Regions from separate parts of the Mus musculus genome. Here regions 1, 2, 4, 5 and 6 are each linked to region 3. A link is a contact called in public promoter capture Hi-C data. All regions are on one chromosome and are shown on one strand. The core of a region is the stretch at or near the end of the contact, and the rest is flanking DNA. Distances in the headings are between cores, read along the strand shown. Region 1 holds the start of Atp5l (ATP synthase, H+ transporting, mitochondrial F0 complex, subunit G). Region 2 holds the start of Trappc4 (trafficking protein particle complex 4). Region 3 holds the start of Bud13 (BUD13 homolog). Region 4 overlaps Cadm1 (cell adhesion molecule 1). Region 5 holds the start of Cadm1 (cell adhesion molecule 1). Region 6 holds the start of Il10ra (interleukin 10 receptor, alpha).

Region 1 (5,051 bases), core at 988-3,487, 1.4 Mb after region 3:
CAAAGGAAAGTCTGGTAGAGCTTGCCTAGCACATACATTGCTAAATCCAATCCCAGTACCACTACCACAGAAAGAAAAGATGAGTGACAGTTTCACAAGTCCTTCTGAAAACCTAGTGGGTTTTGCCAGTTTCTCAAAGGCAGGGTGCCAGCAAATGTGTATCACCTGGCTGACCTAACGCCTCACTAAAGACCTTCAGAGCAGTGCTTCTCTGTGAGTTACCTAAGACCATCAGAAAACACACATTTACAGTTCACAACAGCAGCAACATTACATTATGAAGGAGCAACAAAAAATCGTTTCATGGCTGGGGTCATCATAACATGAGGAACTGTATTAAAGGGTGGCAGCGTTAGGAAGGTTGAGAGCCACTGCTCTAGAGGTACCCTCCGGCTGTCTTCGGGAGAAAGTCTTAAGAGCTTAGACTCTAATTAGTTCCTTTATGGCTTCACTATCCAACCTAAATAACAGACCTTTTAATACTTTGCCACCATGTCCTTATTCTATTCCCATACCTGTGGCATGCAGGATCTCAGCTTAGGTTAATTTAACCATTACCCTCTGCTACCTAAACTACAGGCAACTGTACAGCCCACAGACCAGTCGACTCCACCACTGCCCTTCTCTGCTCTTCTCTGTGTCCTTCAGACACTCTGAAATGTAGCCTTGCTCACCACTCCCTTTTCACACAGGTGGCATGTGTCAGACTCCTCACTTGGAAACTTTTCTCCCTTCACCCCGTTTAAGGAAGAGGTCCCACCATTCCCAAACAAACTCCTCTGCCTTCTTTGCTGTCTCCCTGTCCTGGACTCCTGAGCTCCACCTTCCTCTTGGGTTGTCTGACTTATATTCTCTTGCTTCCATATTTCTTCATTGCTGCAATCTGGTTTCTAAGGGTTTGAAACCTTTTCTAGTTAATGTCACAGATGTTCATACTCATAATTAGCTGGCCTGTCTTACCTCGGTCCAGACTGGCCTGTAACTTCCAATCTTCAGGCTCCTGTATGCTGGTATAATGTGGGTTTCAGGTTATCTTTCCTGCTTTAATTTGACTTCACTGTCTAAGGCAGCATGTCTCTCCCTCACTGATTCCTTGATCCCACTTCTAACTTTTCTAACCACCCCATGAATTTTACTTCAGGTTTTTTTTTGTTTTGTTTTAAAAGATGTATTTATTATTATATGTAAGTACACTGTCGCTGTCTTCAGACACACCAGAAGAGGGCATCAGATCTCATCACAGATGGTTGTGAGCCACCATGTGGTTGTTGGGATTTGAACTCCTAACCTAAGCGCAGTCAGTGCTCATAATGCTGAGCCATCTCTCCAGCCCCTCAGTTTTTCTTCTAAAGATTGGGCTTTTCCAGAACTTGTTCTCCTCATCAAATGTTACTTTCCTACATAGTTTTTGGGTTTCCTGGTTTGTTTTTGTTGTTTTCATTCATAATGTCAAAGTTACAGCCTTTGGAATTTGTATATTTTCTTATACACCAAGAATCTCTACGCCTTCCCAGATCAGCACCACGCTTAACCTTATGTTCCTTTGCGTATTTATCTTGCAACTGACTCCTTCTATGACTATTTAGGAATCTTGGTCTCTAAGGGGATAATGCCCAAAGCATGCTTCCACCAAATTACAAAATGCCTGGCACAGTGCAACACCCTCAACACACATGACTTTCTTCCTCTTGTCCGCACAGCTCCTACTGGCTTGTTTGAAAAACCGGATTGGATCCCAATTCTGATACTGGCTGCGGAGGAAAACGGAATTATAAAAAGTCAATTAAAGAAGTCGGTGAATGGGTGAGTCACATAATGTAACGCCTATGTGGCCCCTTAAAGCTCCTATTTGACCTCAGACCTGCTATGCCTTTAAAGCGAACGTATAGGCCCACAAGCATCTTATGAAGCCCTCCAGCCTCGTTTTCCATGTTTTCTGAAAAGCTATAAAACTGCCGCAAGCTAATGTGGCGATCAAGCCAAGAAAACCAATAACGCATGCGCATTTCCCCCACTTCACCGATCTTCCGGACCAACATGAATAGCTGTCCCAAGTAATGCCTGCTCCCTGAGGAATCTCAGGATTCTTCACGTGTTATCGCGCCTCATTTTTTTTTATATCTAGGTTTTTACTTGGAGTGAACAAAGTAAACTGACTAATGAGATGCCACAAACAGGGAATCAATACCTATATGTTTTGAACAGGCACAGAGAGGGGCAGCCTGACCTTGGAAATGGGGAAGGGGTCCTGCCGCGGGTCCTTCCGGGGGTGACATTCAGCCGGCGGTTCGGGGAGACGTACCTTCCACCTTAGACCATGGCCAAGTTCATCCGTAACTTCGCGGAGAAGGCACCGTCGATGGTAGCCGGTGAGCGCAGCCCGGGAGAGGCTCGCGAGGGGAGGGATTGTGCTGCGGCACCAAGGGGCCGTGGGCGTCGGGAGGGCTTCCAGGAGGCCACTGTAAGGCCGCAGCCTCGCCTGGCCTGCCCGCGGCTGCTTAGAGCTCACAAGCTGCAGGGTCCTAGCTCGGCCGGGGAGCGAGTGGGTCGTGTAACTCTGCCCGGCCTCACTCCGCCGCGAACGCCGTGATGCCCCCTTACCGTGCCGGGAGAGTTGGGAAGGGAGGTCGGTAACAGGGGAGAGAGAGGTCACACATCAGACCTCATAGCTGGTCTGCGTCTCAGCGAAGTATTTGAAAGCCATCAGAAATTTTAAAGACGGGTGAGAGATCTTTGAAAGTTATGTTTGCTTACCATCCTGGTTAGAGCCTAGAGAATTCTGCGTCCGATGAAGGGAATTTGGAACGTAGGGGTGAATATCCCCTCCCCAGTCAGCACAGAAAGCGACGCCTGTCAGCAGTCGTCTTCAGAACCTTGGCTTGGCATTCGTGAGGTTGTTTTGTTTGAAAATTCTGATAGACCGCGGTCTCTCAGATAAACACTGAGTAGTTATAAGCCTGAGCAGTATGTTCAATCGATACAGTTCTCTTCTGAGTAGAAAATTACTGTATTTTTGAAGCAGGAGATTAAGTTTACAATTTCTTCTTTTCTGTATTGTATTAAGTGGTTGAAGGTCCTATTTCCAAATGTTCAAATTTGGTTATGAAATGTGAATTGAAGGTGGATTTTTTTTCAAAGATTTATTTATTTTACTTATGTGAGTACACTAGCTGTTTTCAGACACACCAGAGAAGGCCATTGGATCCCATTACAGATGGTTGTGAGTCACCATGTGGTTGCTGGGAATTGAACTCAGCACCTCTGGAAGAGCAGCCAGTGCTCTTATCCGCTGAGCCATCTCTCCAGCCCTCTGAGGTGGAATTTTAAAAACTTGTAATTTTGAGCTTTCCAACCTGTTTGCATATTTAGTAATTCTTTTTTTTCTCCCCTTCATCACCAGCTAGTGAGCTATTTAAACCCTTAAAGTGCCAGCCAGAGTCTATAAATACTGGATTCCTTCCTATGGAACCTGAGGCTGCCAATAGCTGTTTTCCAAAGAATTTCCTTAGTAAAAAATCATTAGGTGATCTGAAGCAACGTACTACAATTTTTACACCAATACAACCAAAAGGCTTTGACGTTTGGACTTTGATGGTTTGAGGTGCTATTTTTAATATTTCGTAGAGAGTATTTTTCCGGCCGTATGACTTTTGCATCTTTTAGGTAGCTTGTATTCAGAAATTTAAAACTGATTTTATTGATGAAATCCAAAATGAAAGACATTATCAAGGTAAACTTTGGTCAAGAAACAACATAAAACCTTTCCACTGTTGTAACTGTAAGATAACTTGTTCTGCCAGAAGTACTGAGACCTGAGGGCTCTGAGGGAACAGAAGGTTACGTAGACTGTGCTCTGCAGCATAGGCTGGGGCTTTTTTTTTTTTAAGATTTATTTATTTATGTATGTGAGTACACTATAGCTGTCTCCAGACACACCAGAAGAGGGCGTCAGATCCTATTACGGATGGTTGTGAGCCACCATGTGATTGCTGGGGATTGAACTCAGGACCTTTGGAAGAGCAGCCATCTCTCCAGCCCAGGCTGGTGTATTAAGTGTGAATGTTAAAGTATTTGATACTGACTACTGACTAGATCTTTCAGTTCCCTAGGGCATGTAGCTAGAGAAAGAAGTCAGTAATTATTATCATAGTTCCCCCAGAAAGGTGAAAGTCTATTTTTTTGTTTTGTTTTTCTTTTCCCTTAACTAAGCTATAAATTTTACTTATGTTTCACCCGCTTTTCCATTCATATATTTTGAGTCTACAAATATAGGATATTACCTTAGAACTAGTTTCTTGTGTCTGCAATCTCCCCTTTCTTATATCTGATCTCTACTTTCATGATTTGGCCACTTGGAGGTGTCTGCCTGGATATTTTGAAGAATGTTCTCCAAACTGGTTATCTTGGGTTTCTCTAATGATTAGCCTGGAATTAGGGATTTTAAGAACAAGAACCACAGGGGCTGGAGAGATGGCTCAGTGGTTAAGAGCACTGACTGCTCTTCCAGAGGTCCTGAGTTCAATTCCCAGCAGTGACATAGTGGCTCACAGCCATCTATAATGGGATCCGATGTGTATTCATAGAAAATAAATCAATCTTTAAAAGAAAACAAAAAAAAGAACAAGAACCGCCAGGCGCACGCCTCTAATCCCAGCACTGGGGAGGCAGAGGCAGGCAGATTTCCGAGTTCGAGGCCAGCCTGGTCTACAGAGTGAGTTCCAGGACAGCCAGGGCTACACAGAGAAACCCTGTCTCAGAAAAAAAAAAAAAAAAAGAAAAGAAAAGAAAAGGAAAAAAAGAGCAAGAACCACAGAGACAGATCACCCTGATGACATATTAAGAGATCTGTGGTATTCATGCCATCTATTGAGCTGACAAGGTCTTCCACTATAAAACTACTGCTTGCACTTTCTGCACTTGTTTTTATTTTTTGGAGGTGTCATACATTTGTGTAACAACTTTTATAATCATTTTCATGTGCACACCTCCCTCTCCTGGAATTCTCAGCAAATCCACCTCTTACCTCTATCCCCCACCCCTCAGAAAAGATC
Region 2 (4,718 bases), core at 1,537-4,036, 1.9 Mb after region 3:
AGCAAGCAACCACGTAAAGGGAAAAGCTGAAGGTTCCCAGGCGCAATTGCATCTGACTTCATGGCCAACAAACCAATTCCAGCTATTATTCCTAAGACCAAATCCTCCCCGGCTGCCTTAGGAAACAGATGCACCCATTCATTTGATTCAATAAAGTTTTATTTTTCCAAATGTACAGCTGATTGAACCTGTAAAACAAACAAAAAAAAACAAAGTCATAACCGCAACATCTCATAAAGGGCACGAGTGATACTTCTACACCAAGAAACTTTTCTTCCCACCTGTTCATGCATCTTCGCCAGCAGCTGGAGCGTCCCCACCCTTTGTGTTTCTGGTGTAAATTACTTGGGCTCTGTGCTTTGAAACCAGCTTGATAAGTCCTAAGGAGAAAATTCAAAGTGTTTGAAGGTTCTTGCCTTACACACGTGCATTTGGTATCTGAGAAGGAAATCATCTCTCCAGCTCCAAGGATGCCAGAGTTCCTCATATAGCAGATACCAAGTGTACATTTCCTATTTCTTTTCCAGACAGAACTCCTTAATTCTTAGGGTGCCAGGTCATACTCTAACTTCCAAGCCGGCCTGGGATTTGGTGCTGACCCTTTTAGCCTTCAGTGTGCTGGGCTCACAAGCGTGTACCCTTAATCCCAACTCTGTCTAGGACAGGAAGACCAACAAGCCAGCCATCAATGTAGCTGTTTTTAGGATTTACTAATAATTTAGTGTATTTGCACGTAGAGAGAATCACCCTATCTGAAGTCAGTCTTTTCTTCCATCCTGTTGAGGCAGTATGTCTCACGCTGCTGTACAGCGGGTGCCGTGCAGAGTTGGCCTGAGCTCCTGGGTAAGTCCATTTTGCCATGGAAGTGTTGTGGTTACAGGAGTAACTACACAAACTCTTCCACATCCTTGGCACAGACTTAAGGGGCCACCACCTCTATGTTAAGGACCATAGTTTATACTTGTAACAACACCTAGATCCTATCTGCTAAGTTTATGTACTTAAAACTATAGCCAAGCCGGGCGTGGTGGCGCACGCCTTTAATCCCAGCACTCGGGAGGCAGAGGCGGGCAGATTTCTTAATTCAAGGCCAGCCTGGTCTACAGAGTGAGTTCCAGGACAGCCAGGGCTACACAGAGGAAACCCTGTCTCGAAAAACAAAAAAACAAACAAACAAAAAAAATCCCACCAGAGGCAGGAGAATAATTTGCCCGGACAACAAAGTGAGATGGCATTCCAAAATAACAAGGCAAGGTGGTACTCTGGACTTTAATCCCAATTAACGGAGAAGCAATAAATAAATAAATAAAAAGGGCCAGGAATTCAAGGACTGCAAAGGAATGCAGGACACTGAAGTTACTAAAACTTAAGACTCTGGAAGTCAGTCTATCCTTCATAAGTCTTTCCAGTCATACTGCTCCCAACAAGACAATGCACTGGTAAGAACAAGGGCACATCACCTACCTTTACTAAGGAGCTCCTGAAGGGCTGCCCTGGCCAAGGAACCGCGAATCTTCAGTCTCTCAGAGACCACGGCTGGAGTAATAAGCTTATAGTTCGGAACCTCCTTACAGAGCTTGTCGTATGTCGCTTTGTCGAACAGGACAAGATTGTTCAACTTGTCCCGAACTTTGCCTTTGGACCACTTCTGCTCATCAAAACAAATGAGAACCAGTCAGAACCATCCCTTTGCTCCCTAACATCAAGCATCTGAGAAAGCTCTGTCACGATCATCTCAGGGAAATTAGAGACTTCTTGGCTTATTGCATTGGCAACTTTGGAGTCGCTATCAGATACCCTGAAGACCAGACATATGCCTTACAGTTCATAGCAGTAGCAAAACTATTAAGTAGCAACAACAAAAATAATTTCATAAAAAAAAAAATAATTTCATGAGCTGGGCAGTGGTGGCACATGCCTTTAATCCCAGCACTCGGGAGGCCGAGGCAGGCAGATTTCTAAGTTCGAGGCCAGCCTGGTCTACAGAGTGAGTTCAGGACAGTCAGGGCTATTCAGAGAAACCCATCTTGAAAAAACAAATAGTAATTTCACAGCTGGTGGTCAAAAGGGGAACCATCTTAAAAGGGTCGTAACATTAATAAGGTTTAATACCATTACTTTATAAAAGTATTACACCACTGTATTCTTAAAGTGACTATGTGATTTTAGAATTCGGTATCTGGGGAAAAACTTACAGCACAAGTTCACGACAGGTCCCACAGATTCCCATTACAAATAGCTATCGCCTACCTTCTTCTTGGCCTTGCCACCAGATTTATTTACTGGGTCTTTATCCTTTTTGGCCGACTTTCCGGCATCTTTCTTCTTCTTGTCGTCTTTGGGAGGCTAGGGGAAGAAAGCGGGAGTGCAGGCCAGTCACATGGTGGTCCCATGCACCCCGATCGCAGCCCTTCACCCACCCAGGCGCCGCCGCCGGAGCACATGGACACGATGGCGGCAGCCGCCCGGAGAGGCAGGCCCGCGGGTCACGAAGCAGTCCGTGTAGGGTCGCCTCCACCTCCCCCCAGCACCGCCCGATCCTCTGAACCCCACTGCTCAACCCTCGCGGGCCTTACCATGGCGAAGCTCAGAGAGTCGTGTAGACCACAGCAGCCTCGCTAAGATGTCGGAAAAAAAGGAAGCCCGGTGGCCCAACAATCCCAGAAACCTCTGCCTCGAGAGAGTACTTCCGGGGCAATGGGTGGAGCCACGTCTTGGCTAAACTCCGCCTCTTGTGGGATGGGATAGGGGGCGTGACTTCCAACCTGCAAACTCTGAGACTGGTCGTAAAATTGCTGCACTTTGCTGCGGGTCACCCAACAGCCACTAATTCTCTGCTCTGTCACTGAGAAATACAGTAGGCCAGTTCCCAGAAATGTGTTTGTTAAAGCAATGGGGGCCTTGGCTTGCGCGTGCGCTTTAGGAGGGGGGAGGGCCGCAGGAGGGAGAGCAGAGGCGAGGCTATGACACCAGTTCCGGGACTGGAGCGCCTGGAAGGGGCGGGATCGTAGTACCCTATCCGTAGCACAGTGATGGCGATTTTTAGCGTGTACGTGGTGAACAAAGCCGGCGGCCTGATTTACCAGTGGGACAGCTATTCGCCACGGGCTGAGGCTGAGAAGACTTTCAGTTACCCGCTGGACCTGCTGCTGAAACTGCACGACGAACGCGTGCTGGTCGCTTTCGGCCAGCGCGACGGCATCCGGGGTGGGCCGGGCTCGAGGGCGGGGCTGGCGCTGCGGAAGTGGGCTGGTGCGGGGTGGGAGTGGGAGTGAGAGTGAAAGAATGGGAGTGGGAGTAAGCGGGGCGGGGAGTGGCCCGGGCCATCTCTGATCCTTAGCCACTCTTCTTGTAGTGGGCCATGCAGTGTTGGCCATCAATGGCATGGACGTGAATGGCAAGTACACGGCTGACGGGAAAGAAGTGCTGGAGTATCTGGGTAACCCTGCGAATTACCCGGTTTCCATCCGATTCGGCCGGCCCCGCCTTACCTCTAACGAGAAGCTTATGCTGGCCTCGATGTTCCACTCGTAAGTTTCCCTACCCCTTTTAAACATTTCCTCCCCTGACTAGTGCATCTGTCTCTAGGCCGGCTAAAGTGTTTCTTTGTGTACTTAAAGAGGTACAATTACTGTGTACCTCTTTAAGTGGCTGAACTCTTTTTATGAAGAAATGTCAACTATAGCCAGGTTTGAGGTAGTTTGATTTTTGCCCAGTCAGGTCTTGTCCTCTTGACCCTAGTTTCTTCATCATTAACATAAGGTAATTGAATTTTTGAAAAAAAAAAATTTGGGGGGGATAGGGTTTCTCTTCAACTTCTGTATTAGGGTTTTACTGCTGTGAACAGACACCATGACCAAGGCAAGTCTTATAAAAAACATTTAATTGGGGCTGGCTTACAGGTTCAGAGGTTCAGTCCATTATCATCAAGGTGAGAGCATGGCAGTATCCAGGCAGGCATGACGCAGGAGGAGCTGAGAGTTCTATGTCTTAATCCAAAGGCTGCTAGTGGAAGACTAGGTTGTCTTGGAACTCACTCTGTAGACCAGCCTAGCCTCAAACTCAGAGATCCACTTCTCTCTGCCTTCCAAGCGCTGGGTTTAAAGGCGTGTGCCAATCACCACCACCACCACTTAATTAGATAATTAAATTAAGTGGACATTGAAATTCTTTCTGTAGCCGGGCGTGGCGCATGCCTTTGATCCCAGCACTTGGGAGGCAGAGGCAGGCGGATTTCTAAGTTTGAGGCCAGCCTGGTCTATAAGGGTGAGTTCCAGGACAGCCATGGCTACACAGAGAAACCCTGTCTCAAAAAAAAAAAAAAAAAAAAGAGAAAGAAAGAAAGTCTTCCTGTGACTGCCTGTAGTGTAAGGTGTGTTGACATAGCAGTAGCCATGAACTAATAAGGTACGTATTCCGTAGCATGTTGGCTTTAGCTAACACGTTTAGTATAACATGTTTCAGTTTGGGGCTGAAGAAATGGTTTGGTGTTTGCTGTTCTTGCAGAGAGCTAGCATCCACATGGTGGCTCACAACCAACTCCTATTGGAAGGGACGTGATGGCTTCTTCTGGCTTCCATAGTCACCAGGCACATATGTGGTACACATGCATCCATGCAGGCAAAAACACTCATACACTTCCATAAGCCCATTTTTAGTTTTTATTGCTACATAAAGCAGCCTACAGAGGCGGCTAGAGATGGAGTGACTTCTCTGTC
Region 3 (4,925 bases), core at 1,211-3,710:
AGCCACTATGGCTCAAGATCTCCAAACCAAGATCCAGATAAGGATCTCCAAGCCTCAAGATAAGGGTCACTGGTGAGCCTTCCAATTCCGGATTGTAGTTCATTCCAAATATTGTCAAGTTGACAACCAGGAATAGCCACTACACCCTGGTTTTTAATAACTTCCTTGGACCTATCTTTCTTGCTCACTGTCTCCTACTCCCAGAGTAGAAATACCTCTACACACTCTTAGAATGCTTTCATTTGTATTTATCAGCCCATATTCTCATTAAATTCTAAGTTCCAACAGCCAAGGGCTAAGGCATTCTCTTATTTATTCCCTTCTTCTTGTTGTTGTTCCCTATAGCTAGCTTCCAGCTCTCTATCCTCCAGCCCAGCCTCCCCTGTGCTGGGATTATAGACTTTTACCACCATATCCTGCTGACTAATACATTTTTTGTTCATCAAGGCTTCTTCAACACAACTGTCACAGGAGGTATTCAGCCCTCCACACCCATGGACTTCACAACTGCAAACTCAACCAGGGGAAAAGGAATGGCCAATGTATTAAACAGATAGACTTTCTTTAGTTACAATGGCCTATATAACGTAACTACTGGCATACTACCTAAGCTGTAGTGGGCTTTTAAGTAATTAATCTAAGGATGATTTAAAGAGGATGTGAATAGTTGACATGAAAATAGTGTATCATTTTGAGCTTCAGGAACCAGTGCCCCAATTACTGTAAGGTGGTGGCAAGCCAATAAATAAATGTGTGCCACACAGATGAACTGTGCTGCAAGGAGGAGGTTATTTGAAATGCCAGGAACACATGACACAGCTTTAATCACAACAACCATTTCAGACAAGTAGTAAGGGGCTGGGACTTCAGGCTCAGAGAGATGAACATCTCTCTCTTTTTTTTTTTTTTTTTTTTGGTTTTTTGAGACAGGGTTTCTCTGTGTAGCCCTGGCTGTCCTGGAACTCACTTTGTAGACCAGGCTGGCCTCAAACTCAGAAATCCGCCTGCCTCTGCCTCCCGAGTGCTGGGATTAAAGGCGTGTGCCACCACGCCCGGCTGAGATGAACATCTCTTGCCCTGGACCACTCAGGCTATAAGTAGCACAGCTAGGATTCTAATTCTAATCAGTATTGCTCCAAAGCTTAAACTTTCCCCCTGCATGCCATTGCCCCTTCTTCCAGGGACATCAGCCACACTGAATTCAACACCACCTTAACTGAATATAGGCTCATCTTAACTGGTAACACCACAAAGATTCCATCTATAAATGAGGTCATGCTCAAGCTCTAATGAAGAGAAGTGTGGAAATGAGGGACTAATTCGACCCAGTTCAATGGACCATACGGTAATAATACTGTTAGACCATGATACTGCCCCACAGAGAGGGTGAGCCACACTTTGTATCCTATCTAGTACTCTCTTTAAGCTGATAAGCATTTAGTAGACCTGGGGGTGGAGTGTGAGAATGGAATTAGCCCCCAGAGTTTCAACTTTCTATCCAAAATAGCACCTTCAGTAAGCTGCTAAACTTAGGGCTGCTGCTCTAAAGCCTACAAATACAGACATTTCCTTTTGTTCTGTAGGTTGATGTTGGATATCCTAACCCAACCTTTCCAGATTCCAGTGGCCAAGTTACTAATGGACATTTCATCTGAACTCTGTCTCAGCACATCTCTTTGCAATCTGGAAGTATAGTGTTTAATATAAATGTCTGCTCCATTACAATGTTCTGAAAGCTATATGGTCAACTATTTTAGAAAGAGGCCAGGCACAGGATGTGAACTGTTCCCATTTTAGTTGTTACTGTTAGTAGTAGATGTGAGTAATAGGATATGGGTCTTTGATTCCAGATCAGTTCCTGGCACTTTGGAACCCTCAGAAAGAGATTTTTGGATCTAGAAAGAAAGAAAGAAAGAAAGAAAGAAAGAAAGAAGAGGGAAGAGAAAAAGAAGAAGGAAAGAAAGAGAAGGGAAGGGAGAAAGAGAGAAATAAAGTGAGAAAGAAAAAGGTTTGAATCAGCTTTGCTATTCTTGGACACGACTTTCAATCTGTACATGGAACGACGTAAGCTACAAACGCGGGGAGAAAGTGAGTTAAGTTCTAGCTGCCTTTAACACAAGGAAGGCGCTGCTCAGAGGATGAGGTCTGAGCTGCCAGTGGCAGCTACAATCCCGCCCCGGGGCAGTGGAGCGGGGCCTGAGCTCGGGCCGGGGTCGGCAGCACCGCGCGGGCCAGGACGAGGAAGAGCTGCGGCCGAGGGCGCCACCGGGCAGCGCGACACCTCACCAGTCCACTCACCCCTTGCCGCCAGCGCCTCCAGGCTTCGGCCGTTTTTTGCGCCGCTTGCGACCGGCCTCGGGACCTCCTTCCAAGCCAGCATCTGTCCCAGACAAGTAACGCTTCAGATACTCAGCTTTGGTGAGTGGCGGAGCTGCCGCCATGGCAGCGGCGAGGGCGGGGCAACAGCTCGGCGTGGGGGACAAAATTCTTCAACGCGAAACGGTAGGGGTGGAGCCAGAAGCGGAAGCTTTAGGACGGGGACTTTTTGAACTGCTGGACTTAAAGACTTGAGCCTTAAGAGGCTCCAGGGGAGAGTGCGTGCATCTCGGGCTGGCTGTGCTTTTCCTGAGACGACGAATCGGTGCAACAGCCTGCAGCCCACGCTGTCTCAGCTGAGAAGCCACAGGCCGATGTAACATGATCCTACCCTGGCAGCATCAGCGCCAGAGTAAGGAAGAACACCTGTATGAATGGTGGGACTTACCATAGCTGTACCACTAGGGGCACATTCTTGAGCAGCGTTTTAATAATGGACGCTGTACCAAACGTTTCAATTTCAATCACTTTTATTGCTATAAATACCTTTTGGTGGGAAGTCTGCTGGAAGAGGCTTCCGGGTACCATTTAGGGGAAGTCAAACTTGTGACTATAAAAGTTTGATAGGTTTTTATCAAACCTGTACTGACCTTCTCACCTTTGATATGTCTTTCTAAAAAATGATATAAACTCTTCCCAGTGAAATGGATTCGTGGTCAGTGTGGCAAAGAAACCAGGAAGATTCTGGAGTTTCTTCTATAAAGGGTTAAGTGTTTTATGACTTCTCACTTAACCCTCACAATTTTTTTTTCTTTCATCCAGCACCGAGGATTAAACCCAAGGCCTTTTGCACATGGTATGCAGGAGTTCTATAGAACTACATCCCCACTCTTTTGAATGTTGAAGATCTAAATTGCCTAAGCTGCCCCTGAATTTGTTAGCCTTCCTCCTCAGCCTCTCAAGTGGCTGGACACCATGACCTACCCTTCAGTTTTATTAGCCTCCTTTATAGATAATAAGAACTTTCGGGTAAGTACAGGAACCCACACATCTTCATACTGCCTGGCTCTAATTTTTGCTAGCAGAGGCCAAACAAGGATGGTGCTGGTTATCCAGTTTGAATTCGTTTTGTCTTGAATCAGGGTTTTTCTGTGTAGCCCAGGCTGTCCTGGAACTTCCTCTGTAGACCAAATCGGCTTCAAACTCATAGAACCACCTGCCTCTGCTGGGATTAAAGGTGTGTGCCACCCTGCTTTTCCAGACTGCTTTAAGCTGCATGAGAACAGCTAGACTCCACACAGGTGTACCTGGCTCAGAGCAGACAGGATGGCCTATTGGAGTGAATCAAATGCTGCCTCTACAGCAGCCACCTCAAGAAAGATTTGCTTAGGAAACTAAACTGGTTTTTCCTTCCTCATTTCTTTTCATGAAGACGGACTCTCACTGCATGGCCCAAGCTGTCCTCAGTCTCCTCGGAGCTGAGTGTGACTCAGTGTGACCCAGCTTAGTCTAGCACATGGTAATCAGTAAGGACATGAACGCAGAGGCGGGTGTCGTTTAAAGGCCATCACTTTAATGTGGCGTCTTCACCTGTGCCTGCTCGGCCCCTCCGACATCCTTCCCTGCTGAGTCAGTACTTCACATGCCCAGAGCCAGCAGAAACTTGTATTTCACTTCCCCAGACTTCAAAGGTCCAGCACTGGAGGTCAGAGAGCTGACAGGCAAACGGTGATGGCAGACCGCCTGGTGTTTCTGGGATTCTTCTCACGCCGACTTTAAAACCTCCAAAAGAAGGTCAAGGAGCACAGTAGGGCTGCAGCTGCCTCGTCCGTCAGCTGCTAATCTTGGGTGCTTACATTTCTAACTCAAGTGGTAACCTCTTCACCATGGACGAGGGCTTGAGCACTCCTCGTCAGTTCCCCACAGTAACAGATAACCCTGCAGTGTGAGTGGCACTGTAGCTGGCCAGTGAGCTGGCCACTGCTACCGCTGTGGGGCCAGGCCCGCCTCATAGCCCTCTGTCTTCATGTCATTGAGCCCGAGCTCCTCATTTTGGTCAAAGGTGCGTTTGTACCGCTCGACCTTCATCTCTGGATCGTCTTCAGGTGCATACACATTCTGCAGGGCCAAGAGCAGACAGACGACGGTCAGCGCCTGTGCAGCCCGCCATCCCCTCCCACGGCTGACTCTCAACCTCCGAAGAAATGCACAGGATTTGCAGGGTCTCTAGAGCCCACGGCTACATTCTGCAAAAGTGTGTGTGTGTGTGTGTGTGTGTGTGTGTGTATGCTAGTATCAAACCCAAGCCCCTGTACATGCATACAAGTGTTTAACCCCCAGTTCTAAGTACTTTTATATATGGGCCTTCCTATAAAAAATGTAGCCAAAGTTGGTGATTGCTTATAATCTCAGCACTCTGGAGACTGAGGCAGAAAGATTACAAATTTAAAGCCAGCCAGGCTACATAACAAAGACTTGTCTCAAAAAAAAAAAAAAAGGTTTTGAGGGAGGGGGACCACAATGATCTTAATTATGTGAAAAACTAGGCCAGTTTTGCCAGGCCCATCAGTGCTCATTAATACTAAAGTAAGGAGGAGGCCCCAGGTTCA
Region 4 (4,697 bases), core at 2,188-4,687, 1.4 Mb before region 3:
AGCATTGTTTACAGAAACAAAATTCAGGGGATAGATCTATGGCTTTAAAAATAAAGAAGTAGTACAATCAATTAGTATACACCAGGAAATTAATTATATGCACATTGGGACACAGGCCTGGAGCATTACTGCAGAGATGGATGGTTCCAAGCAACACAATGTTAACTAATCAAAAGTGAAACGTGCTCTCTGTAGATATACAGAGAGCGGAGCTATCCCTGTCCATAGAACAGGGCAGTGAAAGCCTGGAAGGGGGAGGCAGAGGGCGGTCAAGAACTCAAATTCTCCAAATGTGCAGGCATGCCTTTCAGTTCAAGCACTGGGACTGGGAGGCAGAGGAAGGCGGGCATCTGGGAGTTCAAGGCCAACCAGTCTTCATATCAAATTCCAATACAACCAGGGTTATCCATTTTTTGGTTTGCTTTTGTTTTTGTTGTTGTTGTTTGTTTTTTCCTTTTTTTAAAGAGGAGAAAAATTCTTGCCTACATAAAGAATTAAAGGAAAGCTGTGGCTATGTGAGATTGTCTCAAAATACATATATGCCCACACACACAAACACACACACACACACACAAATTATATATATATATATATATATATATTTATTTGTATATCCCCAAGTAAATAGGATTACAGGTAAATTTTGTACTCTAAGCTCTACTTTTATACAATTTTAAAATTAAAGTAACAAGTTTATTTTTATAATGAGAAAAACCAAAGATATAGAATACTTAGGATAAAATATACTCTCAATGTTGCCATTATTAGCAAGAAGAGGTCTAGAAAATAAAATCTTGGGGAAGTGCAAATGTTAGCAGTATCTGAAAGAAAAAATAGACATGTTCTAAGAAACACAAAGCTTCATTCTCTTTAAATTAAAACTAACAGAAAGTAAGACACAGCTCGGAACAGCTTCCTGGGATTCTTTTCAACCAGAATCAAATTATTAAAATTTCCTTTTCAAATTCAATATAAAATCTGACAGGAAATGTGCAGACAGGGAATCTTATTAGTTTTAGTTCCTGACCAACACATCCATGAAGCAGGAACAAAACTGAAAAGCAGAGCGTGCACTGGGGAACTGGCTTGGTGCAGAAACTGCCTGTAGCGAGCACAAGATCCTAAGTTCAATCCTCAGAACCAACATGAGAGAGAGAGGAGGGGGGCAAGGTGGTGTGCACCCAGTTTTGTAATCCCAGAGCTAGGGAGACAGAGAAGAACAGATCCTAGGGGCCTCACTGGGCCAGTCAGCCTAGCTTGCCAGGCCAATAAATACCCTGTCTCAAAACTATGGTAGCATTCCTAGGGAAGGACACCAGATTCTGTTCCCGTCCTCTCCACACCCACACCTGCAAAGGCATAACCACACAAAGAAAACCGAAGATCCAAAGCACTTATGGCATTAACACCATCTCTGCCTTGAATATGAACCAGAAATCAGCGTTAATTAATGAACTTATCAACAAATCAGCTAGCAAGAGTCACCAATCACAGAGAGAAATTTTCCATGAGGAAAAGCCTGAACTGCCGGGGAGGGAGGGGGAGGAGAGGAGAGGAGCAGGGAGGCAGGAAAACAACACTGTGGAGAGAAAAGAAGACCCCAGCAAGCTCAGCGAGGCTCTTCTTCAGGCAGCAGAACTGCAGAGGGCTCTGAGCAAGCACTAGAGAGGACCAGTAGGGCTCTCCCATACCGATCTGGACTTAACATTTGCACATGTTCTTTGAGGGTGCAAGGCAGGGAACAGAAGTAAGAAGGTCTGCTGCTGTCATCTGACACTGCTGCTACTTGGAATTACCTCAGATCTCTGTCTAATTCAAGCTTTCAGGGCTAGCCATAGATTTGGCAAAAGAGAGTATGAAACCAACATAAGAAAATTCAAGCAAACCTATTTATTACTTTTCTATTAAGCTCAAATATATTTCTTAAGGCTAAACATCAGAAGCAAGACACTCGCGATCCCAACCCTTCTCTTTATAACCTCTGCTTTGTATCTAGCTCCAGAGGGAAAATTGTGCTTACAAGAACCACGAGACACGTGAAAAGCAATAACCAAGATAAATGAAAAACCGCTAGGCTAAGTTTTAGTCAGAACTTTATTGCAATGGACTTGGTTTTATGAGATGAAGAAATCTACTTTTTTCTTGTCTCCTCTAGCGTTACACATTGAAAAACAAAACATGATTAAACTCTTCTTTTAATGTCATCATATCATTGATAAAGAGCTTAAGGAAAACAATTTGCATGCAGGCTGAGCACACTACAGAGCTCTTCAGTGGTGTGGAAGCCAGTGTCAGAAAGTGAACGTTCAGTCTCCAGTGTTAGCCCAGGGACCAGCACGAGATCCCACGCTTGCTTTCCCTTCCCAGCCTGTGGGGTCTGTTGTTGTTGCACGTCTATTGATTTCTGTTCTGTTTCACAGCCTTAATAAAAAAGTCTTCTAAAAATTTAAAGGCTCTTTTTAAAAAGACAAACGTAGGGGAAGTCAGAATTAATGATCATTTCTTTTAATCGTCCGGGAGCAAGGAAACAAAGTGTCAGAATCATCTGATGACTGTTTCCATGGTGTGAGCACAAGAAAGGAAACGGGGCTTCTGGGAAGTCTCCCTGAAGTAGCAAGGGTCAGAGCCAAAGCACAAAGTCCAGGGCACCTGTGATGGGTTCCCTTGCCCTGAGTTCAATTGGCAGCCATAGCAACACAGAAACCTGCAACTGGACAAGCTAATCTGTACACTAGAATCACCTGGAGATTATTTTTAAATCCCAAAGCCCAGACAAAGCACCCGCAAACTATTCGATAACAATTTCCGGAAAAAAAAAATCAGGACTCAGTACCATTTTTTTGAATCTCCCTCCCTCACACCCAGATTTTCCTCATGTTGGTATCTTCGCATAAATGTGAGTGAGCTCAGAGACTGACAGGGAGCAGGAGCGAAGTAGATAATCAGCAGCCGAATGCAACGTCTCTGCTCTCTGTACAGAAAGTCATTTCCACACCCGCTCCACGCACTCTGAAGCTTCCTCAACAAAACGCGGAGACGATCATTATAAAGGTACAGTGTGCTGTCTTCAGTGTACAGTATAATAGCACCATGTGCTGGCATGCACCTCTTTAAGAAGGACGCTGATTTGGGAAAGAGAACAGAAGAGAAAGGGCGTCTTATGACAAACCCAAAACAAGCTTATGCAGGCTCCAAGGTGACAAATTGGCAGCAACTAGAAAGAGATGTTTGAAGAATGTCAATTTGCTTAGGCTACACTACCACCACACTGCAGAGCAGTGTTTCCTTTACCGAGTATCTTCTCTAGAAAATGTTTAGCTGAGTGATACTTCTCCAAAGACTGGCCCTTCGTAAATGTGTGAATGAACCAAAGTGGCCAAAGCCAACACTGAGGAAAACATGTCCCATGCCAGACCTTAAATCTTGAAAAGCAAATAAGGCAAAGGTCATTAAAACCTTGTATTGCGTTCAGCGATGGAAAAAGAGGGAGCTGGAAGATACCGTCCTAGACTCTGCAACTTCAACTTTATTAATATAAAGGCTTGGTGCAGTTAGTTTTCTAATTACAGGTACTATTTAAACACAGCCTGCATATCTTCCTCACCAGACAGCATTTTCTTGCTCAAGTTCTTCTTACACTTACATGGTTTTGAAAACCACTTCTGGTGTATGCATCCCATTTATATGAGAGTATGGCAGTCAACGTGTTCCTAGTGTGCACAGCACCACCTGTGCACTTAGCTTAAATCTACAGAGATCTTTTTATCTTTTGGAAGAGTAAGATTATTTTTATGCCATCCAAATGGGAGGATGTCCCAGATACCAGATGATGAAGGAGCCCCTGAGACCATAATGGAAATGCGCTGATGAACATCACAAAATTTGGCTTCAAAGACACCTCTAGGTTTGGCCAGGCTTTCACATTCATGGGTGACCGACCGGTGAGGGTGTGGTTAAGCACAGGCCTTGGATTTGTAATAGGATTCAATTAAAACTCAGATCCCTTCACAGGAAAAGCAGAGGGGGGGGGTGGTATGGTTTACCAATTTATATGCCTCGGAAATGCATGTGCTTCGTTACTGGAGCATAGAACTAAACAAATTATGAGCACTTTTGAAGTATTATGGTCCGGCTGGGGTCACGTCTTCCTCAGTGTTGGCTTTTGTCACTTTGGGTCATTTCAACAGCATTTATGAAGGGCCAAGCTTTGGAAGCAGCACTTGGCTACACATTTTCTAAAGAGGATGCAAGGGAAAGAAAGCATTACCCTGCAGAACAGATCCACCCAAGATCACCTTGGCAGTTCGCTTCCACCCTCCAGTCTCTTCTGCCTCTATCATGCAGTGAAGTCACAATACATTTGTGGCAGAAAAACTCCCCTGGCAACTGGCTGACATCATAAACACCAGATTAAGACTTGGCTGCAAAGCCTGAGGAGATGATGGTCTGGGAAGAGAGAGGCTATAATTCAAACAAATCTCTTCCATAATAGCGATGTGAATACCAACCATTACTGGCCAAGTAAATTGCTTTTTGTGTAAGTATTCTCTTTTTGAAGTTTGCCCCAGTGTGAAAGTCTCTCTGTAAGTCAGAACCTTCACATTATTTTAATGTACTGCTCTGTATTTAATAATCTTGGGCTTCAGACATTCGTCTGTTACCATGGGAATGACAGTAGCACAAATACAGGATTACGG
Region 5 (4,975 bases), core at 1,745-4,244, 1.2 Mb before region 3:
GGTCCCTTCAGGATCCCAAACAGCAGCATGCCTGCACTCTAAACCTGACAGGAGTGATTAACAACGTGCAGGCAATCCTATTTTGGATGCACTTCATACAGGTCTGTTTCATCCAAACACCACAGGAGAGATGGGAGTAGATTTTCTCTGAGATGGGGGTGAGGGATGGGGAACAGGGAGAAAGAATTCAGTTACAAAGGCAAACAGAACCAGGAACCCAATACACAATAGCGGGACTTGGCTCGCTCAGCAAGGATTCGAATGAAACAAACGTAATGAAGTTAGAAGGTAGCACCAACAGGTTTCTTTAAAGGCAAGGAATGAGAAGCAGAGAAAGCTTTCCCTGAGAAAGCTTTAACTTAACATCTGAGGGAAAGAAGTCCTAAGGAGTCCACCTGAAATTGATCCCTGTGGTTTGGAATCTAGGGCTTTGCTAAGACTCTCTCTCAAACTGTATACATACATACATCCATGCGTGCATACATACATATACACACACATATAAACATACATACACACACACCACACTCACGACATTAAAGAAAGTCATCTCATTCCCTCGCTACAAATCAAGCCCAATTACTTTCTAATTTGAACACAATCTGATAAGCGGCGAACAAACAGGGATGTACACAAGAGCAAGAAGCTGCTTCCATGGTAACTGGCAACAGAATTTTCTTGTAGCTTTGACATGCACGGTTGAGTTCCAGACCGTTCCTAAGTCAGCACACATCCCTCGTCGGGAAGGCAACTTCTCATCCAGAGATAGTACAAATATAGTAGTGTTGTTACTACCCAGAGCCTTCAATGAGCAGGCTTGACAAGGGAGGCAGAATCTAATCCTACTCTGCTGGTTTAGTGGCATTGCATGGCTCCCATTTTTAGTCGAAAAGCAATATCCCGGGCCAGCGCTTCCCTCCCCCACCCTTGGTTCTGCAGCCAATACAAGTCTATTGTTGCCTCTGTAATGCGCCAGTTACCCAGCCTTTACTCACGCTCACGTTTAACTGACACTGGCGCTTTTTACAATGCAGCACGAGGGATCTCTTTCGGGAACACTCTATCGAACCCTTCCAGTCAGTGGCATCACCAGAAATTAAGTTGTAACCACACCGGCTTCGGTTAAACCTAATTATCTTGTAACTCATAAATTAAGAATTCACAGAAGAAAAACATATAAACATCCGGAGACAGAACGTAGCATGGAAGACAAAATTCTCAAGCTGGAATGGAAGGTGCTGCCAGGATCCCACCCTTAGAACCTCAATTGGTTCTTCAAGCCGAGTTCCTCCGCAAGCCTATTTTATAATGGGGGTGGGGGTGTCAAATCAACCAACCTGGCATCCCCTAAAATCCGAAGCTAGCACTCCCAAGCACCCCCACCCACCCCCCAACAGCACGTCTCCTGCGGTGTTTACATAACTATGTGTCCTCTAGCGTGTAAACAAAAGACACAACCCAAGCAGAAAGGCGCCCCCGGAACCGCAGGCTGGCTGGCCCAGCGCTGCATCCTCCCGGGCTGGGGGCTCCGCAGGTGGGGGATGAGCTCGCAGCATCCTCCACCACTTGTTGCTCCCAGGTCCTGCAGCTCGGAGCTGCGAGGGGTTTTGCAGGCACAGAGCCCTAGCGCATCCCCTCGCGCAGAAGCCCTCTCGCCACCGCCCGGTGCAGCTCGGTCCCGCCGGTCGCCAGGAGGCAGCGGCAGGCGGTACAGCAGCACGGGGACACCGTGCGGCGGGCAAGAGCGGCGAGGTGGCGGGAAGGCGGTCGCAGCGCGGCCGGCCTCTCCGGTGGGGAAGAGCTCCGGCTCCCTTTTGTTAGCAAATGCAAACACTGCCCTCTTCTTTCGCGACCGCGCCAACGCGCCCCGCACCGGGGCAGCCACACGCGGGGCTCCTGCCAAGCGCTCGGCGTCTTCAGGGAAGGCGCGGCGCTCGCCGAGCCGCCGCCACCCGGGCAGATTCTCAAGACGGCCGGCCACGCGGGGAGCGCCCCGAGGCCCGCAGGGCGCACGCCGGGCCGCAGAGGCCGCGAACGCCCCCGCCACCACCTGCGGGCCGCTTGCCCGAAGGACGCGCAGCCGGGAAATCCCGGATCCCCACTCGCGGCAGAGGCCTCGGTGGCGCGGACAACCTGCGGGCTCCAAGAGCCCTCCTGCAGCGGCGGCGACGAGCGGCCGCCCCCGAGCCGGGAACTTTCCCTGCCTGGATTCCAGCCAAGCCGACCCGCAGCCTAGCGGAGGGGGCCGAGGGGCAGCGTTCGGCTGGAGGGAAACACGAGAGGCGTGCAGAGCTCTCGGGCGGGGGACCTGGCTGCAGAGCGCGGGCAAGCCGGGAAGAGGACACGACGGTGGGGATGTCCTGGGGACCCGCGAAGGAGAAAGCTTCGGGGAATGGAGAATCGATCGGGGGGGCGAGCTGGAACGGAGGGGGCGAAAGCTTAGCCCAGGGACACAGGAGGACCTGCAAGTTCCAGGGACGAGAGCGAGTTTCGGAGGGTCCGGAAGGTTCGGGGCGCCTCCGAGGGCTCCCCTTCCCCCCACGCGCTAGCCCCCGGCCCCGAGCCCACTCCACTCAGCACCCCGCGCTACGCCAGGAAGAAGAGGTGTGGGTGCAGCCATCCCTGAGGGCGCCCATCCGCAGCCGGCGGATAGGAGAGAAGGGGCGCCGACCCCTCGGCCCCTTCCATCGCAGCCCCGACTTTCCTTGCCACGCTCCCGCCGCTTTGGATTTAGGAAGTGGGGGAAGGTTGTCATGGAAACGTCCCCCCTTCCATAGCTACGGCTCCTGGGGGTGCCCGGGGGGGTTTTCGGGACCAATCCGCGGGTGCCCACAACCTACCTGTGGGGATCAGTGCCGCGGCCGAAAGGAGCAACAGCAGGAGCCGGAGCCGGAGCCCTGGAGGCGCCGCCGCCGCCGCCACAGCCGCTGCCGCCGCACACTGGGATCCGCTCGGCAGCACAGCACTCGCCATGTCGGGCACCTGCCTCAGACTGGCGGCGGTGGCTGCCTCCCGAGCCCGAGCGGACAGCTAATGAGATGCTAATGAGATGCGCTGGAGGCGGAGTCAGGAGCGACCAATCGTGGCACCTCGAGCCCAACCCGGCTCTCCGAGAACTAGCCCCCTCCCCCACCCCGCCCCCTGGCGCTAGCGTTCGGCCGCGCGCCCGCGCCACCTAGGGGCGGGGCCGAGGGGCGGGGCCTATGCAAATATGTTTACGTTAAAATTCGGCCTCGCTTCCCCGAAGGAGGAGAACCTGTACTGGCCCGCGTCCGGCTCGGTGGCTGGGGAGGGGGTTGCGGCTTCAGGAGGCGGGTCTCTCGCTTTCGTGCACCTTTACTAGGAACCTTTACGCCACTCGCCGCGGCGGACTCCTGGTCGGAGAGTCTGACCGCGAGATTCCTGGGCCGGGGCACTGCGTGGGCATCGGCCTATCGAAGTCATACGTTACAAAATTTCCTTTCCCTCACCTTGCACGAAGGAATAAGATCTTTGGGAAACCCGGGAGTGGAGAGTGCGAATGCAGGTCCCCGGATTGACAAAACAATCTGAGAGAAGTGCATGCGTGCTTTGCACGTCCGGCGGAGCAGGAGAGCCCGCTCAACAGCCTAGCGGCAGACTAGGGGATAGTTGGAAGACTGAAGCTGTGGAGTCGGGGTTCTGGGATTTTCAAGTGGATGTTTGGCTGTAGATTCTGGGGAAAGGTAAATCAAGGTGGGTGTGCTCAGGCTTCCCAGCTTGTTGGAAGTGTCCTTCCCATGTTTAGTAGATTATAGCATATAAGTAATATGGAATATTTAAGATTACACGCACACAAAAGCAAAAAAAAAAAAAATCTACCGGTCAGGGTCGTGGGGAAGGGAATGTAGGGAACCGAGGCAGTGATAGAGTCAGTCGAGTTCCTCTTCCAGGGCTCGGTTCAATTCCCTTCTCTCCTATGCTTCCAGTCCTTTCTAAGGCATCTAGAGACCAACAGGTCCTCACTTTAGTTGTGTCTCAGAGAGGTTCTCCCGCTGACGGGACTTGCATGCATCTCTGGACACACTTCCTCCCTCCCCGAAATTATCTTTGATTTCTTTTCAACAAGGCAGCCGGCTCTCTTGTTTGTCTGCCTTTTAATTACTTATTTTCTTTCCCTCTAGAAGACCGTGTGTGCTCTGACCCTCTGTTGCTCAAGCATCAAATTGAAGGACGAGCCGTATTAAGTGTAAAGGTTTATAATAATTTAAGTATTCATAGAATGCAGAACAATAAGATGTAGGAAATACAATTTGCATAATAAATATCAATATCACAACAGCTAAAACAAACCATGACAAATTATATGTGGCTAAATGACCAAGAGATTACTGAATGTAAATTGCTGAATCTGAACTATAGTCTAGAAGAGCTGTACCAAGCCCTCTGTCCTCATGTTGCAAATAAATTAAAAATAAATAAATAAATATCAAAAGGAAGTTAAGATCGGCCAACCCATCAAATGAGTTACACATTAAAGCAGCCTCATATTATCCATTATGCATAAACTAATTTTCGAAACTGCCCTGTCTCCACATCCCTGGATCTTCTGCTCTGTAATTACAGGCCCCAATGCACGAACTGCAAGCAGTCCTCCAGAAGTGGAGAAAGCTCCAGTAGGCAAATCACAGTATACGAGGCAGAAAACCAACACCATGTGACCGCCAGGATAATGCCCAGTCTGCAAAAGCCAGAAGTGAAACTACCTAGATTAGACGTGATACAAAGCAGATTTCTACCAAAATCAGAATGAAAAACTCAGAGACTGTTTATTCTGACAACAGGACAGGACGGACTGCAAAGTCAGATCCTATATGTCAGCCACAACAGTACAGAGCCGGACACTCAACAATATTCACTATTCTTTATAGTACTGCTACTATAAAGACCTTGAGCTGATATCAAGTTTATAGTTAACAAAGGACTATTGTGACCTTGAGTTCTTATCAAGAAATTC
Region 6 (4,704 bases), core at 537-3,036, 1.0 Mb after region 3:
TGGTTTCTAGAGGAAGGGGCCTGGTTTTGGCCAGCATCAGCTTGTGACTGTAAATTCTGGTATGTGGAAGAACCATCTCGATCGTCCCTTAAAACAGCCAAGGTGCAAGGCTTTAAAATTCTTATAACTCAACCAAAAACTAAAAGGAAGACAACTGAGGAAGAAACACCGCAGTGTCCTCTTTTTTAAGAGGTAAACGGGGACTAAGAAGTCATGCCCGGGTACTTGCGTCACGCCTGGGTACTTGTGTCACGCCAAGCAGTATATGTGCTTTACCAGCGGAAGGATGGGCAGTGCAGAACAGCAATTAAAACAAAGTCCTCCCACATTAAGAAGTCTGAAGTTTTCCAACATGGCTGACATGAGGGTATTCACAGTGACGAGGGTATCCCTGAGTGTGGTTCTCACTGATTGTGTGTGTGTGCGTGTGTGTGTGTGTGTGTGTGTGCTCGATGCTATGGTTCACAGATATTACTTCCAACTAGCTGAATAGCTAGGGCAGCCCAGTCCTCACAGACAAGCACCTTTCCCAGTGAGTTCCCTCGGCACAGAACATGATCCCACTCCACTTGGCATCCTCTGTCTAGGCCACTGGACATAGCACTATCCACTCCCACGGTGTTTAGACAAAGCTTGTGTCTCCACAAGCCAAGGGGGTGGTGTGCATCACTAGCTCTCAGGTCACGACGGCAGTGCTCGTGTCTGACACCCCCAAGTTGGAGGGTCCTTCTCCAGGTTCAGAGGTTGCCCAAATCTTTGACATAGTAACAGTACTTTGTCATCTACGAACTTCACACCGGAGAACCATCCAATCCAATTTCCAGGAAGAAAAAGAAAAATTTAACAAATACCTCATACTGTTTTCAGTCAGTTTCTAATTTGATGGGAGGCAGGATTGGTATTGGCACTGAGAATCATGCAATTTGCAGACCGATGGCTGGCCAAGCCTTCTCAAGGCAGTAGTGTCTTCCGTGTGACAGGTAGGCTCTGAGGGGAATAGAAAGTGACTTCTTGAGAGCAAGGGCATCCTAGTGACTCCAGCCCTTCCTTGGCTTCTGTGCCTCCTCAGAACAAAAACAGGGCTTCCAGGATAGCATGAATATGTACCTGGCAGATGACCCCACGGGCGCTGTACACCTCACAATTAGATCCCTGAAAATCATGTAAGTGACATACTCACAGTATCAGCGCCACCTGCCAATAAGTCAGGTGGACAAAGCTTGGTCTCTCACACAATTAACATCTTTGGTGACACTGGAGGGCAGACAGATGTCCTGGTCACTGAAGAGGCATCTGAGTGATACCAGGTCCCTCAAGGCGCCTATTGACACTTCTAACCTGCAGATTTAGGGCAAGAACAACCTAAAGGGCCTGGGGGTGTCATGGACTCCCACCAAGAGTCAGGTAGGGACGTTCCCTCACTGTTGGCTTAGCAGAGGGCCCTGCATAGAGGTCCCAGGACTTTCACACATGTACCTGCACGCTTGTGCTTTGCTCCTGGCCCAGTCAGTAATTCCAATTGCTACAACAGAGAGGGGAAGGGGGCAAGGGGAAGGGGAGGGGGAGGGAGAGGGGAGACAGGCTGTCCAGTCGGTGTGAGAGTTAAGAGCCCAGCCACAGAAAGCCTCAGCTGCTCTTTCACCTTGAGACAAATGCCCCAGAACTAGCTAGACTTCGCTGCCTGCTGAGGTTCCTGCGGAGGTTCCCAAGCTCCGTGGGCTGAGGGCGGAGCAACGAGGCTCCGCCTTCAGGTTGATGTCAAGCTGGCCCTGTGGATCCAGCGGCAGTCTTCAGTTCTCAGGACGCCGCCGGCCGGAGGCGTAAAGGCCGGCTCCAGTGGACGATGCCGCTGTGCGCCCAGGATGTTGTCGCGTTTGCTCCCATTCCTCGTCACGATCTCCAGCCTGAGCCTAGAATTCATTGCATACGGTAGGCTCCCCAGCGCTCGCTCTGTTGCTTTAAAGTTCACATTCGCGGGAGAATCTGCTTGGATGGGCTGGGGTCCCGCCCCAGCTCCTTCATGCTGGCAAAACGGTCTCCGGCTCACCTGCTGTTTAAGTGGAGGAGGCTAAGATTAACTGTGGCTGTTTGGGAGTGGCCAGCGATGGATGGGTAAAGCCTATAGTTTCCGTCCTGTACGTACCCTTGTTCCTCAAATCATTATCCTACCACCTCCGGACAATCCATAACTTAGCCCTCACTTTTCGGCTGTTCTGGTTCTTCCGTGGGTCTGATCGTGCCCCTTCTTAGTTAGGCTCCTCTCCCTGAACCCTACCATCTCACCCCATCCCTTCTTTCTGCCCACCCTTCCCGACCACCCTGTTAGTCTTTAGCCCACAATTCATCTCCGCTGCCTGCTGCCCACCCCCCTCACACACACACACTTTACCCACTCCTCAGCTCAGGCTAGGTTCCTGTAGCCCAGGAGAGAATGAAAAAGTGGAGAGTTGGAGGGACCAAGTGGCACAGAAGTACGAAGACCGGGGACCCCAAAACACACTTTTACAGGAGTTCAAAGTAAAAAGAGCACAGTCAGTCATGTTATCTACAGAGGCACTGGGGATGTGCCCCGCTGAACATCACAAACACGGGCTGAGGTTTTCACTCCCCCTCTCAGAGTTTTGCAACTGAAACACAACCTTGAGATTCAAAGAAAGGGGTGGGGGGGGGGAAGGGCTGGGACAAGTATGTTTTCTGAGAATGACAGGGTCACTGAAAGAGAACTGAGAACTGTGACTCTCAGAGAGCTGGCAGTTTGGAGAAGGAAAGTGTTGCAGAGCTGCCTTCAAGAGGAGACATCTTAAAGGGTCAAGAAGGCTGGAGAGGAACAAGGGCTATTGTCCTTGCAACACACTTAAGCCCGCAGAACTCATCAGGAGAATTCAATAGGAATGCTTATTGTATTGTTACAAAAAGGGCAGAGGATCTCAAGGGGGTCACTCCTCTGCTCCTGGTCATACTGGCAAGCTGCTAGCTCCAGGCTCCTGTGTCAGCTCTTTAGAACTAATAGAGTGGGAGACTACAGGTACTTCACAGCTGAGTTTTCGAGGAGGCCAGGAGGCTGGACCGCTGACGTTCATTGTCTCCATTTGAGGCTCGCCTAGGCATCTGATTATACTGATGTCCATGTCTGAGCTACAGCTTTCCTAGAAACTAGGGACTGTGGGGATACCCTGTGCCTGGACCACAAGATGTCTGTGTAGACAAGCAGGGTGCCTACGGATCCAGATAAGGTCAAGGGTCATGGCTTGGATGAGAACTCAGTCCTGGAATGTCGCTAGAACAGGAACAGGCTTTGGCCAGAGAGCCAGGGACCGGCTCATCTGAGAGCCACTCCTGGCCATTATCCTGGAATGTAACAGACCCAACTTGCCTTTGTCAGTCCCTTGTGAGGCTTCTCATCCCACATCACACAAGCATAGAAAGACAAGACTCTAGCTTTGGATTCAGACACATTCTGGATATAGACCACCACCATGCCCCTTACTGGCTCCACTGGCCTTGGGCCAACTATCTGATTCTCTGGGATTCTATTTCTTCTTCACTAAGTTCGGCATGTGTCTAGAGCCCAGAGCTGCTGTGATCACTAAACCGAACATATATATGTAAAGCACCCAGCCCCTCCCTCCCAAAGTACTCTTGCGGCTTTCACCACCCTCTTCCTAGTCCCCCGGGTACCTCTGCTTTCTCTAGTGTTAGAATTCTTTCCCCTAGGGACAGAACTGCCAAGCCCTTCCTATGTGTGGTTTGAAGCCAGATTTTTCCAGCACATCCTCCACTGGAAACCTATCCCAAACCAGTCTGAGAGCACCTACTATGAAGTGGCCCTCAAACAGTAAGGAAAGAGGCACAGGGGGACCAAATGGAGGCGGGAGGGGGGGGGGACGACTAGGTGGCTACCTTACTATTGAAATGAGACTAAAAGGGACTCTGACACATACTTGCTTGAGTGTCATATGAGTTGAGCAATGTGCTGGGACCCCTAAGGTGAGCAGCTGTTGGCTTGGAGGGCTTCCTGGTATTCTGGAAAAGCATTCATAAACCTAACTACAAGAAAGGAAACAGGGGATTGCAGAGTGGGCTCATACAGTCTTAGGGGGGAATGAGCTACTTAAATTCCCACCCAGGGGCTTTCTAGAACATGGATGTCAACAGAGACCTTGGCCAAGGGCCTGAGGACTGTTCCCTTTGTCATTAAGGAAACGTTCTGCCTGGCCTTTCCCTCCCCTCTTAAGAGGAGAAAGGTTTGGGCACAAGCTGTTCCCTCAGTGTCCGTTCTGATATCTCCTCAGGTACGGAAACTCAACCTGGAATGACATCCATATCTGTAGAAAGGCTCAGGCATTGTCCTGTGATCTCACAACGTTCACCCTGGATCTGTATCACCGAAGCTATGGCTACCGGGCCAGAGTCCGGGCAGTGGACAACAGTCAGTACTCCAACTGGACCACCACTGAGACTCGCTTCACAGTGGATGAAGGTGCTTTGCCTCTACTGGGCTTAGAACATGGCCTTCCGGGACAGTTCCAGCCAGGAACTCCAGCCTAGGGCTTGTTCTGTCTGTTCTCACCACTTTAAAGTCACCAGACTTCCTGGCCAGCAAACTGACTGCCTTAACAGATCTGTCTGAGATTTTTAAAGGGAAGTGACATTGTTTATCCTCCATACGAGAGGTCTTGGGATGGGTGGGGTGTCTGTGTCATG

Evidence for each region. Promoter capture Hi-C pulls out the DNA fragments that hold promoters and counts their contacts.
Region 1: a contact with region 3 is called in a promoter capture Hi-C map of pre-B cells, with 2.7 times the contacts expected there. The contact joins the promoter of Atp5l here to the promoter of Bud13 in region 3. A contact is called at or near these places in 2 of 39 promoter capture datasets (liver and pre-B cells) and 1 of 115 datasets of contacts at active chromatin or transcription factors (astrocytes).
Region 2: a contact with region 3 is called in a promoter capture Hi-C map of pre-B cells. The contact joins the promoter of Trappc4 here to the promoter of Bud13 in region 3.
Region 4: a contact with region 3 is called in a promoter capture Hi-C map of liver, with 2.2 times the contacts expected there. The contact joins the enhancer-like site here to the promoter of Bud13 in region 3. A contact is called at or near these places in 5 of 39 promoter capture datasets (embryonic stem cells, liver, second pharyngeal arch cranial neural crest and 1 more) and 1 of 115 datasets of contacts at active chromatin or transcription factors (astrocytes).
Region 5: a contact with region 3 is called in a promoter capture Hi-C map of hippocampal neurons, with 9 times the contacts expected there. The contact joins the promoter of Cadm1 here to the promoter of Bud13 in region 3. A contact is called at or near these places in 10 of 39 promoter capture datasets (cranial neural crest, embryonic stem cells, frontonasal cranial neural crest and 5 more) and 3 of 115 datasets of contacts at active chromatin or transcription factors (astrocytes, embryonic forebrain and stem cell-derived neural progenitor cells).
Region 6: a promoter capture Hi-C map of pre-B cells shows a contact between it and region 3, with 5 times the contacts expected there. The contact joins the promoter of Il10ra here to the promoter of Bud13 in region 3. A contact is called at or near these places in 2 of 39 promoter capture datasets (pre-B cells and stem cell-derived epiblast-like cells) and 1 of 484 Hi-C or Micro-C datasets (B cells).

What each region holds. Positions count from the first base shown.
Region 1 is chr9:44,917,928-44,922,978 of GRCm38.p6, reverse strand. Atp5l (ATP synthase, H+ transporting, mitochondrial F0 complex, subunit G) reads left to right here and starts at 2,237. Exons shown (of 3, transcript NM_013795.5): 1 at 2,237-2,369. The coding sequence starts at 2,318. Gm30934 (a long non-coding RNA gene) reads right to left here and starts at 2,252. Exons shown (of 2, transcript XR_379340.4): 1 at 1,862-2,252; 2 at 1-1,751.
Region 2 is chr9:44,405,616-44,410,333 of GRCm38.p6, reverse strand. It overlaps Trappc4 (trafficking protein particle complex 4), which reads left to right and starts at 2,786. Exons shown (of 5, transcript NM_021789.2): 1 at 2,786-3,207; 2 at 3,356-3,530. The coding sequence starts at 3,033. It overlaps Rps25 (ribosomal protein S25), which reads right to left and starts at 2,620. Exons shown (of 5, transcript NM_024266.3): 1 at 2,577-2,620; 2 at 2,251-2,346; 3 at 1,465-1,648; 4 at 282-380; 5 at 1-188. The coding sequence starts at 2,579. The coding sequence ends at 286. It overlaps Ccdc84 (coiled-coil domain containing 84), which reads left to right. Exons shown (of 11, transcript NM_201372.4): 11 at 1-171. The coding sequence ends at 30.
Region 3 is chr9:46,280,547-46,285,471 of GRCm38.p6, reverse strand. It overlaps Bud13 (BUD13 homolog), which reads right to left and starts at 2,460. Exons shown (of 10, transcript NM_146000.2): 1 at 2,299-2,460. The coding sequence starts at 2,441. It overlaps Zpr1 (ZPR1 zinc finger), which reads right to left. Exons shown (of 14, transcript NM_011752.2): 14 at 2,829-4,434. The coding sequence ends at 4,300.
Region 4 is chr9:47,636,236-47,640,932 of GRCm38.p6, reverse strand. The region is part of intron 1 of Cadm1 (cell adhesion molecule 1); the gene reads right to left. Among named protein-coding and RNA genes, the nearest start is that of Cadm1, 110 kb to the right of the region's middle. Within about 2 kb of position 3,437, at least 10 of the 459 cell types and tissues checked have an H3K27ac peak or open chromatin away from gene starts, as enhancers often do. A contact at or near this core is called in liver, where this site is marked.
Region 5 is chr9:47,528,371-47,533,345 of GRCm38.p6, reverse strand. It overlaps Cadm1 (cell adhesion molecule 1), which reads right to left and starts at 2,994. Exons shown (of 11, transcript NM_207675.2): 1 at 2,841-2,994. The coding sequence starts at 2,973.
Region 6 is chr9:45,266,231-45,270,934 of GRCm38.p6, reverse strand. It overlaps Il10ra (interleukin 10 receptor, alpha), which reads left to right and starts at 1,786. Exons shown (of 7, transcript NM_008348.3): 1 at 1,786-1,929; 2 at 3,715-3,835; 3 at 4,293-4,480. The coding sequence starts at 1,863. Mir7086 (microRNA 7086) reads left to right here and starts at 4,228; the gene lies at 4,228-4,292.